2 separate regions of the Sus scrofa genome follow, and region 1 is linked to region 2. Evidence: chromatin contacts called from public HiChIP or PLAC-seq data. All regions are on one chromosome and are shown on one strand. Each heading gives the region's core, a stretch centred on a gene start, on an enhancer-like site or on the middle of the called end of the contact. The rest is flanking DNA. Distances are from core to core; before and after follow the strand shown.

Region 1 (2,885 bases), core at 21-2,520, 160 kb before region 2:
TCCAGGGAGCAGGAGCAGGTGACAGGCTGGAGGCTGATGGGGGCTCTTTCTTAGGCCCAGGAGGGAGGGGTGACCCCTGAAATGGGGAGGTTTTTCCCAGGTCCCTGCTCCTGCAGGAGCTCCCTCCCTCTGAGGTTCCAGTGGGAGGGTCTCAAAGGTCTGTGGGTACAATCTCCGGGGCTGTGGGTGGGGATCTGTGAGCCCACCCTCTTCCCTGTGTGGTAGAGTAATGTGCTCTGAATGCCTGGGTTTGGTAGAAGGTTGTGCAGGGGGATATGGTCTGTCTTCTTGTACAGAAGAGAGATGCTGAGAACCAGCTCAGCCAAGAATCACGAGGGAAAGCTCAGCAGAAAGAGACTGAATGATGTGGTTGGAGTGAGAGTCATGGACAAATGGGTGGGCAAGAGCCCTTGCAGAAGCTGGGAACAAGCCTGGGAAAGGAGCGGTCTCTTCACCAGGGGGGCTTCTCCAGCTTTAAAAGGTAATGCAGCTGGAGTGACTGATGGGATGGATGTGAAGACTAAGATGAAGAGACCCCAGGAGAGTGGGACACTGAGACTCCCCAGGAGGGCAGTTGGCTGCCCCAGGAAGGAGGGCAGGTCCCCCAGCCTGCAGCTTACACACAGTGGGGGTCCCTGGTCCTGTTGGGAGACCGCTAAGGCTTCTCAGGCCAGCAGCCTGTGCAGGTCTGAGCTGTGGCTGGAGGTGCCGGCCAGCTTGTGTTGCACTGAGTGCCTCGGGGAGGCGGCGGCCGTGGTTGAATAAGGGCAGGCTTGATCTCGGAGGCTTCTGAGATGCAGCCACAGTTCCGCTGCCTGGAATGAGGCAAAGGATGCAAAAGGCTGCCCTGGGTCAGGCCGGGCCTCCTTCCCCCTCATGTGGCTTCTCAAGTTCCGAAGTCACCTTGTGTGGGGGAATCACCGCACCGAGAGGGACCTGGACATGGAAAGACCTGGACCTGGAAAGACCATTGGTGTGAAAGAGCAGAGACCTGGTCCTAGGCCAGGTTGTACTACTACGGACTGGCTTCCAAACCATGGGTTTATTCATTAACCTCTTTGGATCCTCAGTTCCCACATCTGTGAAATGGGAAGGTAATTATAATGATATCTGTCTGTCTCACAGAAGCAAATGCTTTGTAAATTGGAAAGAGCGAGACAAGTTGGGGATGTGCATGGTCAGTGAGCCCTCTCACTTTGTAAAATGGTTGGAATGTTGCTGAGAAAGTAGAAATTTGGATTTCCCCAAATTTCTTGGTGTTCTGCCAGCATGTCTGTTTCTCTCCCAGTGTTCCTTGTTGGCTTAAAGGGAAATGGTGTGTGTGATTCCAACAAAAGCCTATTCATTTTCCATGGGGTTTGGCTTTGCCCTGCGTGTGGGGAGAATAAGCAATGCTGGCGGCAGCAGCCGGGTAAGCCCCAGGGTGCAGGCAGGAGTAGGTAAATGCCTACATTTGCATTGGGGGTGTGGGAAGCTGACACTTCCCCAGAAGAGCTTTGTTCTTTTGCTCTTCCTTAGGCACCTGATAGCTGAAGCTACAAAAAAATTAAACTTACTAAATAGTATAAAGACAGGAGACAGCACCCAAAGCAGCCGAGACCTAGCCCACCCTGGCTGAAAGACGGTGACTCCTGTGCCGAAGCAGAGGCTGACATGGGTGAACAGGACTGCCTGGGGCAGAGCTGTGACCGCTGGGAAACAGGTAAGGGGATCCTAGCTGGGGCTGGGGCATCTCCAACAGTGTGAGGTTGTTTATATATTTATTCTGCAATTGTTTATTAAGGTCCTACCGTAGGCGCTGGGATAATAGAGACCCCCTCGGAGCAGCTTAACGGAAGACTGGTGGGCTGCAAACCCAACTGCGGGAAGCCCCGCCTTAGGGTGGGAGGAACCCAAGCGCTTCTTTCGAGTGACGCTTCTTCGTTCCTCTCTCTCGTCTCTCTCGCTTCGGTCTCCCAGATGTCTTTTCTGCTGCTGAGCAGACTGGCAGGCAGCCGGTGATGGGGCCCTACTTGGAAGACCCCCTCCTCTGCTGGCTCCTGCGATTCTTCAGCCTCCTCGTCAGTGAGTGGTCCTGGCTCCTGGGAGGGAGGGCCACTGGGTGGAGCAGGGAGGCAGGGTCTCCTTTCCCCGTATTAATATCTTCTGTGAACAAAGAGACAAAGCAGCTTTGTAATTTTTCAGTAAATGCAGTGCAATTGGTTTAGAGTTCCAGGGTGAACAGAACAAACTGGCCTTTGGCTTGCGGAGAGACTGGGACCCTGAGCTCAGACAGCCCTGGCTGTAGGAAGGGAACCATTTCCAGGGACCTGAGATTGCTTCTGCTGCCTGGAGCTGCTTGGGGAAAGGGTGGGAGACTTAAGCTGGCTCCTTGGTTTGGAAGGGCGTGAAAACAAGGGTCCCCTAATCTGGGCTCAGCGGGGACCTGACAGCCTCTGCAACTTGAACCGGGGTCTGCGCCCGGAAGAAGCGGGTCTAGTCTGGGCTTCTTGACCAGATGCAGGATGTTGAATACCGTGAAATTCTGCTTTTGTAAAGGGAAGAGCAGCCTCTAAAACTTAAGGGCGTCTTGTATGCCCACATGTTGTAAGGCATATGGAGAGACTATGGAAGGAACTGGTAACAGGCTCCAGAAAGGGGCTGAACCTGGGGAGAAGAGAAGGGAAGGGGAAGTAGAAACAATAGGGAGTTCAGTGAAAAGGGAACTGGAGCCTGGGTGGACAACAACCTCATCACATTTCCTTCCAGACTTCATGGGAGATGGATAAGGAAATTAAATGAACACCAATGAGGAAATACTAAGGAATTTTGAAGTATGAATTCTGGAGAGAGAGTTGGAAAGCTTTTATTGTTTAAATTTTTTGTTTCATATCCCAGCCTCTTGC
Region 2 (3,257 bases), core at 452-2,951:
AGTTTGTGTGACAGGAGCACATGGTATGTGTTCTTGTCACATAAGAGGGAGGATACTGGGAGATGAAGATGAAAATGTGAGTTGGAACTAAATCATAAGGAGCCTTGTGTCCCATGAGAGAGTCTGAACTCTGGATAATTGAGTTTCAAGCAGAGGAATAAATAGAGTTGGTTTTTAGAAAGGTCATGCTAGCACCTCTGTTGGGAGGTTGTACTTACACATCTATGGAGAATGGTTGCTCAAGGAGAGAGTCTGGAACAGTTATGAGGCTACTGCAGTAGTCTTGGTGGCAGGTGATAAAAGCCTGTATTAAGTCAGTGGTAGTGGGTACGGAGAGGAGGAGGTGATTTGAGAGGTATTTTGGAAATAATGTTGACTGGATTGGCTTGGGTGACCAATTCAATGTAGAAATTCAGGGATGGCTATGTATCTGCTGCCTTGGGTAAGAAAAAGGAGGAGGGATGGAAGGGAGGGAGAGAGGGAGGGGAGGAGAAAGAGAACAGAGGGATGAGAGCAAGTTTTGTGGGGACGACTGATTGGATTTCATGTTGTATTTGAGATATCTGCAGGTCATGCAGGTTTTGAACAAGACACAGTATTCATCTCAAACTGACACACACAACTCTTAGTAGTGATTTTATTGGTATTGTTTAAAAAACCCTCTGAGATCAAGGGACACATATTGCACTTTGCTGGGTTAAGAGAGCAGATAATGATATCGATGAATTTGTAGAGGTGATGTTTATTCATCAGGGAGATTAATAGATATCCAATTTGATAACCTTTCATTGATAACCAGGTGAATGCCAGACACCATGCTCACCCCTTCAGCTTTGCTTTTAAGAACTCTCAGTCTTGTTAGGGAAACACAAAAATGCACACATCTCTGTAGCAGAGGTGCCATGTAGAGGAAAGAGCACCGCCCTGGGTGCCAGGACTCCTGGGTTTATTTTCGTGTGCACTTCGCCACTAACAGGTTGTGTGATTTTCAGTTAGTGGCTCTTCCTCTCTGGTTCTCAATTTCCAACCACAAAATTGGAGAAGTGGCCTAGATAAACTCAAAATTTCCCCCCAAACATCAACCATCATTGATTTGAGCATCAGTATAAAAGTGCTGTGGGAGCCCAAAGAAGAAACAGACTGCTTCTGGGAGGGTGGAGGATGGGCCATTGAGTTGGAGCTCAAAGAATGAGCAGGGTTTCAGCAAATGCAAATGATGGGAAAGTACTTCTAGAAAGAGGAAGTGCAGAAAGGCTACATTAGAAAATAGGGAAGGGACCGTAGGTTGTGGAGAGCGATGATTATGAGAAAGGCTGGAGAGGGAAGTGGGCGCTGAATGGAGAGGGCTAAAGGGTGCATTATTCACTCTGTATTCATCCCCTTTTTGGGAAAGTGTGAGGCCTGAGGTGGGGAAGCAAGCTGGTGGCAGCTACTTTTTCCTGACCCAGGGAGGCTGATGAAACCCAGTGTGTTGCAGAGAAGTTCTCTCAGCAACAGCTGCTGAGGATGTTCTAGTGAAAGGATGGTGCAGGGAGCCTGTGATCTGCATGAGTGGCCCCCATGGAGTTGGGCGGTGGGCAACCAGAGCACGTGCTGCTTCCCCATGGGCCTCTGCCAAGAACTTTGGAGCTTGGGTACTCAATATGGTCCTAGGAGCAGTAGCATCAGCACCATGTGCGAGTTTGTCATAGATGCAGGATCTTAGCCACCACCCAAACCCGGTGAATCAGAGTGTGCCTTTTCACAAGGTCCCCAGCTGACCCATAAGCACTTTTAAGTTTGAGAAGCTTTCCTGCTTTCTGAGAGCAGGTTGTCAGGTGCAGTCCTCATTGAGGAAAGATAGGGGTGTGCATGGGAATAGGACTCAGTATAGTGACCAAAGCTGAAGCCCACTGAGGAAGCCAGGTGATGTGATGCGCCCTGGATTGGGAGCAACATGTCATTAGAAAAAAAGGACCATGGTGCCAGAGCTGTCACTTCAGAAGTAGATGGAGTTCCTTCAGGGCCCTCTGGTCTGTTCAGACTGGTGCACAGCCCACTTGATGTGGCATGGGGTGGTTTTACATCTTCTCACATGGATGTCCCTTCTCCCCCAAGGATGGCTTTGGGCTGCAGAAGCTGACATAGCAGTTGGGAGCTGTGTGGACTCATCTGTGAGGAGTGGATGAATCCAAGAGCTGGGGCTTAGGGGCTGGGGCTGAAGCCACCTTCACCTGCGAGTAGATGACACAGGCATCCTGGGGGGAAGAGCACACAGGTTGAGGGAGAGCTGGCGGGCCCGAGGTGGGAGGGTACATAGGTTGTGGGACTCACCTTGTCGTTGAGAAGCTCTGGTGCGGAGGCCACTGTGGAAAGAAGGGAGGTGTTCAGCTGGGAGCTCAGAACTCTCTCCGCAAGCCCATGCTGTCGGCCCAGTCCCAGCCATCTCTCTGGGGCCCCCTCAGCCTCACAGCTTCCACCGACTCTCTCCTCAACATCCTTTCACTCTTTGTTCCCCACACTGAGCTCTCCAGGGGCTCTCAAAAGGAAGGAATCTACCTTTTATCTTGTTCGTGCTTTGATTATAGATTCTTAGCATTTGTTATGGAGAAGCATCCTGGCCTGGAGCAGAGGCAGGGTGGTGATTTAGAACAGACTCCAAGCCCGGAACACCCCAGACTGAGCCCTGGGTTGGCGAGCTACCTCTGAGGCCCTGGGCAATCCACTCAGTACACTCAATATCTCCTGCCTCGATGGTCTCATCTGTATGATGGGAATAATGATATCATTTACCTATAGTGTTACTGTAAATTTATATTTGTATGTGTGTGATTTCTAATATCTATTATGTGTTGAGCAGTTCCAATGTGCAGGTACAACTCTGAGTGCTATAAGCAAACTATAAATAAGTGTGTGTATATATTTATGGCACATATTTTCTTTATATTTTGTCTTTTTAGGGCCACACCCTTGGCATATGGAGGTTCTCAGGCTAGGGGTCCAATTGCAGCTATAGCATCTGGCCTACACCACAGCCCCAGCAACATGGGATAGGAGCCATGTCTATGACCTACACCACAGCTCATGGCAACGCCGGATCCTCAACCCACCGAGTGAGGCCAGGGATCGAATCTGTGTCCTCATGGATACTAATCAGGTTCATTAACCACTGAGCCATGGAACTCCAATGGCACATATATTTATGACATATTTATTTACTGTACCCAGAATAGTACTAGGCACATAGGAACTGCTCCACACATGTTGATATGAGGCTA

What was found. HiChIP or PLAC-seq counts read pairs in DNA pulled down with a chosen protein or histone mark.
Region 1: a contact with region 2 is called in an H3K27ac HiChIP or PLAC-seq map of alveolar macrophages. The contact joins the promoter of LOC100525572 here to the enhancer-like site in region 2.

Annotation. Positions count from the first base shown.
Region 1 is chr4:92,790,046-92,792,930 of Sscrofa11.1, reverse strand. LOC100525572 (SLAM family member 9) reads left to right here and starts at 1,270. Exons shown (of 9, transcript XR_002343395.1): 1 at 1,270-1,411; 2 at 1,519-1,702; 3 at 1,960-2,064.
Region 2 is chr4:92,629,080-92,632,336 of Sscrofa11.1, reverse strand. FCRL5 (Fc receptor-like protein 5) reads right to left here. Exons shown (of 16, transcript XM_013996926.2): 15 at 2,314-2,345; 16 at 624-2,237. The coding sequence ends at 2,148. Among named protein-coding and RNA genes, the nearest start is that of FCRL5, 52 kb to the right of the region's middle. Within about 2 kb of position 1,701, at least 1 of the 83 cell types and tissues checked has an H3K27ac peak or open chromatin away from gene starts, as enhancers often do. A contact at or near this core is called in alveolar macrophages, where this site is marked.